Linked DNA regions of Ovis aries: region 1 is linked to region 2. The links are chromatin contacts, called in public Hi-C maps. All regions are on one chromosome and are shown on one strand. Each heading gives the region's core, a stretch centred on a gene start, on an enhancer-like site or on the middle of the called end of the contact. The rest is flanking DNA. Distances are from core to core; before and after follow the strand shown.

Evidence for each region. A called contact is a pair of places that touch in the nucleus more often than the background predicts.
Region 1: a contact with region 2 is called in a Hi-C map of hypothalamus, with 2.5 times the contacts expected there. The contact joins the promoter of STAM2 here to the promoter of ARL6IP6 in region 2. A contact is called at or near these places in 2 of 16 Hi-C or Micro-C datasets (hypothalamus and tail adipose tissue).

Annotation. Positions count from the first base shown.
Region 1 is chr2:157,423,330-157,430,211 of ARS-UI_Ramb_v3.0, forward strand. STAM2 (signal transducing adaptor molecule 2) reads left to right here and starts at 1,438. Exons shown (of 16, transcript XR_009599338.1): 1 at 1,438-1,572.
Region 2 is chr2:156,897,469-156,904,469 of ARS-UI_Ramb_v3.0, forward strand. It overlaps ARL6IP6 (ADP ribosylation factor like GTPase 6 interacting protein 6), which reads right to left and starts at 5,228. Exons shown (of 4, transcript XM_060409926.1): 1 at 4,820-5,228; 2 at 2,957-3,010. The coding sequence starts at 5,219. It overlaps PRPF40A (pre-mRNA processing factor 40 homolog A), which reads left to right and starts at 6,343. Exons shown (of 25, transcript XM_027964951.3): 1 at 6,343-6,448. The coding sequence starts at 6,365.

The sequences.
Region 1 (6,882 bases), core at 188-2,687, 520 kb after region 2:
TATTTATTAGGTGCTGGACACTTTTAAATGCTGGGGATACAGCAAGGAACAAAAATAATCATGGAGTTTATATTCTAAAGAGAGAGATAACATAGTAAGTAAATTATATAGTTGTTTATTATTTAGTTTCTCGGTCTTTTCCAACTCTGAGACACCATGGACTATAGCTTGTTAGGATCCTCTCTTCATGGTATCTCCCAGGATACTGAAGTGAATTGCCATTTCCTCCTCCAGAGGATTTTCCCAACCCAGGGATGGAATCTACGTTTCTCCCGTATTCCAGGCGGGTTCTTAACCACCGAGCCACCAGTAAAGTCCCAAGACATACTAGGAATTTTTTATATATTAATAATTTATTGGCCCTAATATATTATGATATATATTATTTTGAACGGCGGTGTTGGAGAAGACGCTTGAGAGTCCCTTGAACTGCAAGAAGTTCCAACCAGTCCATCCTAAAGGAAATCAGTCCTAAATATTCACTGGAAGGACTGATGCTGAAGCTGAAAATCCAATACTTTGACCACCTGATGCGAAGAACTGACTCATTGGAAAAGACCTTGATGCTGGGAAAGATTGAAGGCAGGAGGAGAAAGGGATGACAGAGCAAGAGATGATTGGATGGCATCACCGACTCCATGGACAGGAGTTTGAGTAAACTCCGGGAGTTGGTGATGGACAGGGAAGCCTGGCGTGCTGCAGTTCATGGGGTCGCAGAGTCGGACACGACTGAGCGATTGAACTAAATTGAGTCCAGCAGTATTCTCATGGCAAGACCACGATGGAAAGAGAAAAGACAGGAGTCGGCACAGAGCCATTGTTACTTCGGCCGCTGCTTCTAGGGTGGTTATTCCCGAGGGGTTTAGGCGCCGGAGAGTGCCGCCCTGCAAGCGCTATGGGCGGAACCAAACCCTTGGCCGACTCTGCGCTACCAAGGCTCCTTCCGTTTCCAAGGCAACGGGACTGTGACGCGAACGCAGCCGCGGCCCCAAAGCCGTGTGGCACCACAGCTTAGAAAGGAACCAATTTGGAGAGAGCTTGGTCGTCTGAACCCGCAGCCCTAGGCTGAGAACCCCGGACGACCGTACCCTTAGAAAAGCTGCCTCCGGCAGTGCAACTTCCGGGCCTCTGGCTTCGCCCAGTCCCAGGCGCGACGACTTCCGGCCGCGAAGGTCCCCTGCTCCGTGGCTTGCCCGGGTCCTAGCCATGGACAGGTGGCCGCGGCGGCTGCCTAACCCCTATTGGAACTTCGGACTAGGGCTGCCGCCTCCTCCGCGCGGGCGGCGGACACAGGAGCGCTGAGAAGATGCCCGCGGCTGGCGGGACCTCTCCCCGGGAGGAGAGTTGAGGGCGGAGCGCGGACCGGGAGCTGGCCCATCAGGCGGGATCCGGGCAGATGCGGTGGCGGAAGTGCTGGGACGTGGTCGGGGCCGAGCTAGACGTCTAGGAAGCCGCCGCGGCGGGTCCTCCAGCCCCGAGCAGCTGCCGAGCCTCTGCGTGACCGCAGCGACGAAGGCTCGGGCGCCGGCGAGATGCCTCTGTTCACCGCCAACCCCTTCGAGCAAGATGTGGGTAAGTGCTGGGCCCGGCCCTGGGCCGTTGTTTGTTGTGTTAGAAAGTGGGCGGTGGCGACTCTGGGAACTGGAAAGCCTAGGAAAGGGGGCGGCGCCGCCGCTCATAGGCATCCAGGAATTTTTTTGAGAGGGTGGGCAGCCTCGGCGCGTCCTCAGCGGCCTGGGGCATGTCTCCAGCCCACCTGAGGTTGGGGACCTCGAACAAGGACCATTCCTCTCGTCAAACTCAGGAATAGGGAGGAGCCTGGGGCTCTCTGGAGACTTCACTAATTGAGCAATTACGGAGTTGATGACACAAACTTTCAGCTCCCACTAGAGCTGGTTGAGTCTGGTGTCCCCCGGCCCTGCAGCCCCCTGCCCCGTGCTTAGGAAATGGTGCAGCAGACGCTGATGTGTAAGGCACTCAACACTTAGAGACTTAAAGTTGTTCCTGTTCAGTAGAAGGGAGGTGTTTTACCTCGCTTATATCCAGATGCGTCCAAGCCGTGATAGCAACTATTTACGGTAGTTGGAAGTGTTACTCTACCCATGGATGGCGCAAGTGCTATAAGGTGTTCTGTCTTTTATGAAAAGGAAAACCCCAAGATTTCAGAATAGTCCAGAACACCTGATATTTTACTTGTTGAGGGGTCGTCAGTGATTATGGAGCGAGATAATTAGGTTATGAAAAAGAAACCGCCAAGATTTCAGAACAATCCAGAACACCTGATGTTTTACTTGTTGAGAGGTTTTCAGTGATTATAGAGTGAGAAAAAGATGAACTGGGTATGAGAACTTACTTGTGGCATTAGAAAAGCAGTAACTGAAGCTGACTAAAGTAAATATTGATATTTTTGTAGCAGCAGTTAACTGTAGATACAGTTTTAGGATTTAGTGTAATGAAATGCATGGCTGAAAATTGCCAGTCATACTGAATATTGCACATCACAGAATATTGCACCTGTTTCATAGTTACAATTTTCTGACTATGGGAAAAGTCTAGAAAGTGCCCTGTTGTGGTTTGTGATTTCAAAAGTGCTTATTCAAAAGTCTAATAAGTATTTTCTATTTCCAGAGAGCTAGAAAATATTATATGTTTTGACCCTTTTGGTTTTCAAGTATGTAATTCCATAATTTCATTCAGCTTTTCTCTTGGTAGTTTAACATTGGTGACTGTTATAAATCTCGGAAGCATCACGTTGAGGCTCACAACCTCTGCCTTTGGAGTACCTAATGATGTCTTCTTCCTTGCAGTGAGACCTACACTTTTTATTGTTGTTGTGAAGACTTTTGTTTTGTCACAGTTTTAAAAAAGAAAAAAGCAAACTAGAATAAGACAAGTGATTTTCAAACTTAAAAATTGTGGAACTCTTCAAGGGAGATTTTTCATGGAAGCCTATTGTTTTCTGATTGAAAACTTCTCTAGTGAAAGTAAGCCTAGTTGCTTTTCTAAACCTTCCCCTCAGTGGCTCCTGAGGTTCCAACATGGTTTAGTAGATCATAGTTTAGTACTGCTGTAATAAAAGAAGCACTGCCCTTCAGACAAAAAAACAAAACAGAACAAAACCATGTATAGATTATTTAATGGGCAGTGCCATCAGCCAAAGCTTCAGGTACTTATTTGTTAACTTAAGTATGACTGACTGGAAGTCAGTATCCAAAAGACAGTTTAAAAATAAAATAGAAAGCTTGATTGTAAACTTCTTTTAGGCAAGTGGTTGGAATTAATAGAGAAAATGGTATGATTTAGGATTTCACATTGACTTTATATCTCTATCATAGAAGGAAAATTACATATTGCTCTTTGAAAGCTTAAAGCTTTCTTTAATTTGAAAGTAAAGTAATATGACACGCAAGTCATTATTTAACTTGCGATGTCCACAGGAATGTTCCTTTGCAATGTCATTGTCCTTTTCACCTGCTGTCTTTGATTCAGTCAGATTTTTATTACCATTGTTTCTTTTTTGTCATTGCTTTGTTTACCTTTCATTTAACAAATAGGCATTGAGTGATTACTGTGCACCAGAAATTGTGTTAAGTTCTGGGGACACAAATTTAATAAACAGACTATGTTCCCTCAAGCAACTCTCTTTCTAATGGTGGATTCGTACACATATAAAAAGATAATTGTAGGGACTTCCCTGGTGGATAAGAATCTGCCTGCAAATGCAGGAGATACAGGTTTGATCTCTGGTCCAGGAAGGTTCCACATGTGATGGAGAAGCTAATCCTGTGTGCTACAACTACTGAGCTTGTGCTCTAGAGCCTGCGAGCTGCAACTCCTGCAACAAGAGAAGCCACCACAAATGAGAAGCCCATGCGCCACAAGGAAGCGTAGCCCCCACTCTCCACCACTAGACAAAGCCCACAAACAGCAACGAAAGACCCAGAGCAGCGAAAAAGAAATAAAAATTTTTTTTAAAAAATTGTAATACAATGTGAAAAATACAATATTAGAAATATAGGCAATGCTTTATATTTTCCCTCTATTTACAGCAGTCATTTTCCCTGAAAAGAAGGCAAGGACCTCAGGCATACATTTTATCTGTACCAGTGTTGACACTAGCCTCTCTCTCTCCCTGCTTTCCTGACAGTACTTAAACCTGCAGGGAGTAACCACCTCTTACCATGTGTATGATATGGTCATTTTATAATTAACTGAAAGTTGAAACTACCTTCCTTTGGTTGGTACAGTCTCATCAGAGGATGCACAGTCTTTCTGATAGCATTCATGTGGAGAAGAAATCCTCTGCTTGAGGCAAAAGGCTGTGGCAAGTCAAGATGTCCTAGAAGGCAAATGGACTTGTCAAATGGGAGCAGGTCAAAGTCGAGGAGGTCAAAAGCTCTGGCAAGTTCCAGTTTTTATCCTGAAGTCAAAACCTATAAATCCTGAAGGATATGCTAGGTACACCATACCTAGCATTAGCGCTCTTTAAATACTTACTGGAATTCTTCTAATCTGGATTTATTGTTCATTTTGTTGAATAAAATTTCTCTGAAGCTGTGCTGAGAAAAAAAGAGAAAATATCCGCATGTATCCCTTCGCTCTCCCCCAGCACTGAGTCTTCTCTTGAAGGGGGAGTGTGGGTTTCCTGAGGTAGAGCCTGGTTAGGGCAACCTTTTTAGGGGATTCCAAGGAGAAAGTAAAACATGAGGGACAGAGTCAACAATAGCAAGATTTAGTGATAGTGTTAAAAGGACTGATGTCATTTCCTTATATTCTCTATCAATTTTTTCCAGTCTCATGACATTGGTTCTGGAGTCATGACTGTTCTGCTCCCTAACTCCAGTTCTTATTTGCATATCTTTTTTCTCCTTACCCAAGTCAGGCAGTCTTTCTTGCCAGTCTCCGCCTCTATGCCTTTTACTGTTCACTGATAGATTTTTGCTCTTTTTCAACAACTCTTGGTATCTCCTTCCTTAAGAGATATACTTAATTGTTTTCCGCAAAGCTAAGCTTAAACTCTGCCTCTATAAAAACTCTTCAGACTAGTGGGTTGAAGTATGAACTGTATCTATAAGGAGACTTTTTCAAGTAAAATTTGAATGTATGTATTGCTGTCTTTGGCTTGTGTTGTGTTCAAATAACTTAACAGTGAGGTGGCTTAGGATTTTCTGTATGGAATTTTTTTCTCAATGAAATTTTACAAGAAACCCTAATGTAAAAATAGATATTGGTAGCTCTCTGATAATACAAATTAACTTTATATGTTTAAATTTATTACCTTTATGTAGTTAAGGCAATTCTTGAACACATGGAGTGGTTATAATCTTTGTAAAAAGTTAAAATGAAAAAAATTTTTGATTATAGGTGAGAATGGTAGCCTTAACCATCAGGTTTTTTCCCCCATACTTTCTTTTGCTCACGTGGTACCAAAAATCCTAATACCTAGTCCTAATTAAAATAGTTATAAATTATAATTGATATATTTTGTAATTTTTTAAGCAATGAAATATTTTTAGCATAAAGCACAGAATATAATGTAAACTTCTCTCCCTATCCACCTCTGTCAAATCCTAACATTTGTCACACTTTATTCTTGTTTTCTTAGGAAAACATTCAAGATACAATGGGAATTATTACCTATATTTAGTAACTACTTGACACTATTCTTTTTCCTCTCCTTACAGTAAGCACTAAAAGATTAAAAAAAACTATCTTATAATGTATACTAAACATGTAAATATATGTATTTTTACATGTTTTTAAACTTCATAAAAATAATACTCTTTGTAGTCATTTGCAACTTGTCATTTAGCACTTTTTGGGAGAGTTATTCATATTGATGTTTGTAGCGCTAGTTCATTAATTTAAAAAACTATGTGATATTCCACGTTTTTTAACTCATTATCCTATTAATGAACATGAAGTTTTTTACAGTTTTTTTGCTGTTACAGACAACACTGCAGTGAGAATTCTTATCCATGTTTTCTTGTTCATAAGAGTGAGAGATTCTACAGGGATTGTATCTTGAAGAGGAATCCTTTATTAAAAATGAATATAGTGCAGAGTTGCAAAATCTTAAATAATACTGAATTGTTCTTTCATGTATTTTGTGGAACATTTTACTCCCACCAGCAGTGGAAGACAAGCCCCTGTTCCATATTCTCAATAACACTGGGTATTGTCATAATTTAAAATTTATGCCAATTTGATGGGTATGAAATAGGGCATTGTTTGCATTTCAGTTTCATTGCAATTGAACATCTTTTCATGTTTTTTGGTGAGTCAGTTTTTTGTTTGTAGAAATTGGGCTTCCCCGGTGACTCAGCAGTAAAGAATCCACCTGCAGTGCAGGAGCCACATAAGATAGGGTTCGATCCCTGGGTCAGGAAGATCCCTGGAGGGGGGCATGGCAACCTACTCCAGTATTCTTGTCTGGAGAATTCCATGGACAGAGAAGCCTGGCAGTCTACTGTCCGTAGGGTCTCAAAGAATTGGACACGACTGAAGTGACTTAGCTCACATACACCGTCTGCTCATTACTTTCATATGTTTATTCTGTTGGGTTGTTTTCTTACTGAGTTTTAGCATTCCACATGCATCTTCTACTAATCTTTCATTGTTTACATGAATTGCAAATATATATCCCAGTCTGTTGCTTCTTTTTGTTTCTGATACCTTTTACTGTTAAAAAAAAAAAAAAGAGGTTTTTGTTTAGCAATACTGTCTTTCTCCTTCGCCTTAATTTTTTTTGTTCTAGAAAAGCTTCTCTCTGCTCTGAGTCTATAAGAATGTTGTCATGTTTTCTTCTGAAAATTTTATTGGAGTTTTGATTTTTGTAGTTAGGTCTTTAATCCATATGGACTTGGTCTTTATGTAAGCTCT
Region 2 (7,001 bases), core at 3,978-6,477:
CCTAATGTCTGCTTCTCATTAATACTTTTACGTGTTAGGAGGAGACTTGTAATGATTTAATGACTAATAATTCACCTGCACACTGTAATTCCGGATAATGATCTGTATCGTTTTTGCCTTGCTACCACACCTAAGCTATCTGATGGCATAAAAATTCTAATATACACTGTCTTGAGTTTTGATTTAGAACGAGTATTTTATATTTATGGATGCAGGATAGTTGGGAATACCAGGTGAGATAACACATTTTTGGCATACTGTAATAGTTCAGTACTATTGTTAATTGTTGAACATGGTTTTCACACTTTCTTAAACTTACACTTGTGCTTTTTTTAAACAAAGTTTTTCTCATTAGGCGTTAGAGTCATTCATTACAAACTACAGAGATTAAAAAAAGCTATAATTTCAAAATTCAGATAAACTAACAGTTTGGTTGTATCCTGCCAGTGTTTTAGGGCTTTTTGCTTTTCTCTTCTTTTTTTGCCTTGGTTCTTTTACTGTTATCAGCAATATACAAAATTTTACAAAGACTCTGCTGCAGAATAGGATAACATATTTGTGAATTTTTAGATGAAATATTAGAGTTACCCTACCCAGCTACAGAGTACTATATTATTTCCTTAGTAGACTGCGGGCTCAAATTATAAGGTTCATATTATACACCCACTAAAAAGATCAAGTTTATGGTTTCAATCAGCTTTCACTGTGAGGAAGAAACTGAGTCCGTTGCTACCAACTTGCACCTTTCTAAGAGAATGGGTCATTTCCCAACACATCCTTTCCCTTGGAAATTTTTACCATATTTCTAATGTTCTGTATCATTCAGTTATGATGATACAAAGTCTCATTTATCACTCTGCAGAAGAAAAGAAATCAATCATCATCTCTTTAAATGAGCAGGCTTCATCTTTGTCAGTCATCTCTCCTCTGGAAAATGTGTAGAAGCCTGGAAACATCTCAAGCATAAAACGAGCAGTAAATGGGCAGCTAAAAAATAAACAGCCCTTGACACTGCTAGGAATCTGCTCCTAGCCACAAAAGAGACTTAAAGGTAACTACTAACTAATAGATGTCATAGGAACCAAAGATTAAATTTAAAACCTTTTTTAGACACTGAAGGAACTCCACAAAATCTGATTACAATTTCCGTATAGTACTATTTACAGTGTTTGTAAAAGTACTAGCACTACATTTGATAACAACAGTCTCAGATTAAGGAGTATCTGCTAAGGGCAATTCCTTCTATTATTTTATGCACTTATTTCAGATTTGCCTCAAATAAAAAATCATTTATCATTCTTTCTTATACTTTCCTAGTTATAAAACTAAGGAAAAAATGCAAAAATTGGAAATAGGACTAACTGTGAAACGTGATAAAATTTGGGAAAATGCTGAAAGAAAAGCAAATGTGGAAAATGAAACAGTTCAATGTTATATATGATTAGTGCAATCAATTTGGCCAGAAAATAACTTCAAGGAGGAATGGCTGGAATGTGATTTTCAACTAAATGACCTTAAGTTTTATTTTATTAATTTATCTGAAAAATAGGCTTACAGGACAATTATAAAAGGAAAGCCCTACGAACTCTGCAGTGTGATTCCAATGCCACCCAGGGAAGATTTGGGGAGATGAGTTCCAAAGCCAACCGCAAGTATTAATCACATCTCCTTGGTGGGACTACCTCACTAGTTAAGATGAACACTAATAGCCTAATCCTGTTAGCCATTAGGATCAATTAACTCCCAAAGGCACTGATAACAATGCTCATCAGGAACTCTAGGGGGGTTCATGTTTGGGAACGCATGTAAAAATTAAAGATTTTAAAATTAAAAATAAAATAAAATAAAACAACTATAAATGGGGCTCCCCATGAACATTTCTTTCACAGAAATAAGCATGAGCATAGCAGTGTCTCAGCTCCTTTAGAAACTAAGTTTCTTAACAGGCATTTAGGCTTATATACTGTTCCTTTCAGTCAAGAGTTGACAGATCAATAAATGCTATGAAAAGCCTTATGATCACTGTTGATTTTAGAGATGCAACAGTTTAACAACACAGAGGCACACTAACAAAATGAGCAACTGAAAAGGACGTGTTTTCTCATGCCAGAAGTTAAGCACAGACAAGTTTTCATGGGACATCCAGCAAACTAATCTGTTCATAATTTGAAGATGTAAAGCTTCCCTTTCGGCAAAATCAGGTGGACTCTGTTGTCCTAATCATGAGGACATTAGGCTTGAAGAGCTAATTTAAATAGTTAGCTAAGATTGGGAGAGGGAATAACAAGTGGGATAGGCTCTCAATCATTTCCCATACCCTCATCCCCAATTCAAAGTGATCAGCCAAATAAATTATAGCAAATAGGAGAAAAATATGCCAGACAGGTAAAATTCTGAACTCTTCACAATTATTTTGGCAGAGAAAAATAAAGATTAAATAACAACTGAATTTTTTACTACAAATCTGTAAACTAGCATTCTACTGACATTCTATAGAAACTCAGGTCTTTTCCCTGGTCATAACTAGCTTGTGTTAAGTATACCCAATACTTTTCATATTTTTTAAAAAACCAAGTTGCTTATAAGGAGATTTGAACTTAAACTTCTGAGGCCTGCTTAAGATGTTATCTTTGTTAAGTCTGTGGGGAAATGTTTGTTTACCTCCTCAAAAGAAGTGTAGAGAAGCTTTTGCAAAAGGTAACTAAAAAATGTTAAGTATTCTCTGGGTCTGTTACATACAGTTGTGTTCAAAATATATTCCTAGTGTGTCTGGCATACACACAAACATATACATAAAAAGAAAGTCTAACGAAATATACCACATACATATACAAGTGAAGAAAAGTGAACCACCACCACACAGGGAATATATTAAGTATTTTATCCAAACCTGTATATCATTAAAACATAAAAAACAACAGTGAGCTCAAAAATCAAGTGACAGTAAGGTCCATACCTAACAGTCCAGTGTTTACATCATCTTCATTCTTCAAATTTTCAGCATGTAACTCTGTAAATACAAAAAAGAGATGATTTTATAACTTGAACAGAAACGCAAAGGCTAGAAAGACGCAGAGTTCTGGAAACTGCTCTGGAGCTGGGAACAACTAGGTTCAAACCTGGATTCCATTTACTAGCTATGTGACTTTCAGGAAGCAAATAAGATGTCTTTATGATCAACTGCTATGTATTTAAAATGGGAATTTCTATTCCCAAGACATTTTATACAAGGCAAATTACTAGTTTTTGAGTTCAGCTCTTTATTCTCCAAAATAAACACAGTTTAAGGTCTCCTGCAATGCACTTCCACTTACCAAGTTTTATGACTTTATGAACAAAGGCAATCTCTCTGAGTAAAACAGAAATAACTACCTACAAGACAAAACTGAGCTGCTTTGAAAAAATGGAGGAAGGGAGTGGTTGAGGAATGAAACACTGGTACCCAAATATTTAACACTGACAGTTTACACCCTGTACCATTGTATGAAGAGGTCAAACTCTCACATTAACATGCCAATCTGTCTTCTGTATGAAAATCAAGCATGGAGAGGTGTTGCTACTGCTAAGTCACTTCAGTCGTGTCCGACTCTGTGCAACCCCATAGATGGCAGCCCACCAGGCTCCCTCCTCCCTGGGATTCTCCAGGCAGGAACACTGGAGTGGGGTGCCATTTCCTTCTCCAATGCATGAAAGTGAAAAGTGAAAGTGAAGTCGCTCAGTCATGTGCGACCCTCAGCGACCCCATGGACTGCAGCCCACCAGGCTCTTTCATCCATGGGATTTTCCAGGCAAGAGTACTGGAGTGAGGTGCCATTGCCTTCTCCAGGAGAGGTGTTAGATGCCATGAACAGCTCATGAGGGGCCTGAAGCAAAGAGGGAAATAAAAACTATAATTAAATAGATTTAATTCTACTTAGTGAAGTAAAACTAATACTCGAGTGATGTGTTGGGTGCTTTTCATACAACTAAGGTAGTTTTTTTCCCCAATAACTTAGCCAAAATCACAGAACTGAGGTTTCAACTCAGGTCTGATTCTTCCTATGGTAAAATATCCAAACACATAATACATTTGTACGAGTTCTGGAAAACCTATCAAGGCATATTTCTATTTCAACCTGGCCAGTATTTCAACTTCAGACACGGAAATGTAAAACCATTAATCAGAGAAAGAACAGACTTGGTTTGCAACAGAATTTCACCAATACACTGGGTTGCAAACCTAGTACAAAATCCAAGAGGGACTATTTTACCTAAGTAGCGTTCTTGCCTGGAGAATGCCAGGGACGGGGGAGCCTGGTGGGCTGCCATCTATGGGGTCGCACAGAGTCGGACACGACTGAAGCGACTTAGCAGCAGCAGACATTTTGGGCTGTGCAATGGAAATCCTTGTTCTTTAGGAACTCAATGTGTACAGAACAGGTGGACTGTACACCTCTAGCCATTTGTGGAACTCGTATAGCTTTTTTAGATTACCCTTTTCACCGCCTTCCTCTAAGGATAGTTGTTTTGCATTTTGCTTGATTTTACCAACATTTTATCCCCAAGTGTTCACTGATTTCATTATTTCTTCAAGACTACCAACCTATCAAGACTCTTTCTTAAAATGGGCCTCTTGATCACCGACCAAAGTCTTCTACTTTTAAGAAAAGAGAAGACAAAGGGGAAGACCAAAGAAAAGTGCGGGTAAGGCGTACGGATGAAACCAGCTACCAAGCTTGCAGCTTCGATAGGGGAGAGGGCGATGAAGGCAAAGGCCACGTCCAGGCTCAACCGAAGTTAACTCTGGATAGACTTTCAAGGCCCGGGCTTCCTTCTGTACCTTTTACGATCAGGTAGGTGATGGCGAGCACGCAGGCAAGGAGGATGGCGAACAGCAGCGAACAGAGAATTGAGAGGACCTGGACCGGCCAACGCCGAGCCAGGGCTTTACCACCCGCATCCGCCGAGAAAATTCCATTGCGTTTATCGGGCAGAATCGGAGATCCGTCCCCATCTGTCCGGAGTACCGGGTCCTTTCTGAGTTTCGATGACGCCCCGGCCGAGAACTCCGCCCGCAAATCACGGGCCACTTGGTCGCATCCCTCCTCCTCTTCGACTTCGCCCTCACCCCAGCTATCTCCCTGACTGAAAACTGAATACGGAGGTCGAGCGAACGGGACAGGGGTGCCGGGCCGGCGGCGCAGAAGGGCCGAACGCCTCCCGCTCTCCACAAACGACATGGCGGGAAAGACACTCAGGCCCTCGGAGGTCCAACGTCGCCCACCTACCCCGCCCCGCGGTCGCAGTAGCCAATGAGCAGCCTGGCCCCCCCGCGGCCTCCACCACTAGGCCCAGGCGCGCAGGGGTGCGTGCTGGGGCAAGGAAGGTGCCGTGGGGCCGACGAGAGGCTGAGCGCCCCTGGACCAGAGCACTACCCGCAAGCAGTACGAGGGAAGGCGAGCCGAGGCCCAAGGCAGCCGAGTTTCCTCTCCGTGCAGCGTTTAGTCTCTCCGCCAAAAACCTCCGCCACCTTCGCGTCACCTCTAAACTAGCGCGTGCCTTCGCAGTCCCAAAGCCGCACCTCCTCTACGCCCGGTCCTAGCGCCCGCCAACACACATTCCCGAACCTGTTTGCTTTCTCCCATCTTCTCTGCACCTGCACTCTCCCTCGGCTTCCCTCAGTAATGGAAGCTCAGCGCCTAGCGCCCTCATCTCCCTTAACTGCCCAATACAGGTTTCCCTTTCACATTGTTCTCCCCGCCCCTACCACAACTTTCCTCCACGCCGCTGGGCAGGCCTCCACCCCTGCCCCACCCTGGCGCGCGCCGCCCAGCTGGTGCGTAAGGAGCTCGAACCCGCTCCTAACGACCCCTCCTCTAGCTTGCCCCGCCCCCTTCCTCCGCCTGTAGTTCCGCGCGCAAGCTCCTGCCCTGGTCAAGGCTAACGCTAGAGGCTGCTTACCCCACCCCCATCCCATCCCACCTCTGGCGGCCTCAGAGTTGTGGGGCATAGGTAATTCGGACGGGGGAGTGTTGAAGGTGGCAGGCCTCCACTGGTCCACCCCCTACGGGGTGTGGCAGTCTAAGTTCGGGAAGCTGGGACACCGTTGTCTTCCCTTCCCCGGGGAAAGTTGGTGGTTTTCCCTGCAGGGGAATCGGCGCAGAAACTTCTTCCGTCCCCCTCCCCCAACTCCATGCAGTCGACGCTGAGTTAGGGTGAGGCTGGGGGCGAATCGCCAAAGAGCTGCGAGTCAGCAACGCAGTCTGATTGGACAGCAGGGAAGCCTGTCAGCCTACTGGCCCCGCTGATCCCGCCCCATAGCGCAGGGCAGCCTTTAACCTTTGGCCCCACTGGGCGCCAGCCACTCAGATCGCTTCTTGTTGGTATGTGTAGCGGCAGTGGCCGCCGGCGGAGCAGTCTGAGCCCAACGATGAGGCCGGGGACGGGAGCCGAGCGTGGAGGCCTCATGGTGAGTGAAATGGAGAACCATCCTCCCTCGCGGGGTCTCGGGGACGGGGAGCGGAGATTGTCCGGCTCAAGCCTCTGCTCCAGCTCTTGGGTCTCTGCTGACGGCTTCCTGAGGAGACGGCCCTCGGTAAGGGAGCGGTGGGGCAGGGGGAAAGCGGCACAATGAAAAGCGGAGTCAGAGAGACAGGAAGCATTCTCCAAAAGGAGAAGAAGATGAGAGTGGACGAAGGAAGAGCTCGAGATGGTGGGATTTGTTCCGAGGGAGAGAAATGGAGAGCGGGGATGCACAAAGGAAAGGAAGTGGGACCCTGGAAGTTCTCAGTAGGTTCGGCCTAGGCAGATGCGCGGTGGAGGTGCTGGGCCCAGGGCGGGGTGAGCGTTTTGGAGAGGTAGGCCGGGTTAAGCAGGGAGGGGGAGGCGGAGACGGAGACTTTTTCCGTAGACTTTTAACAGAGTCTGCCAGAATCTTAACTAATAGTAGTGGTGTTCGCCGCAGGGGGATAGGTGGGAGAATTGGCAGGAGATAACTACCTGGTTTTACGACCTGGAACAAT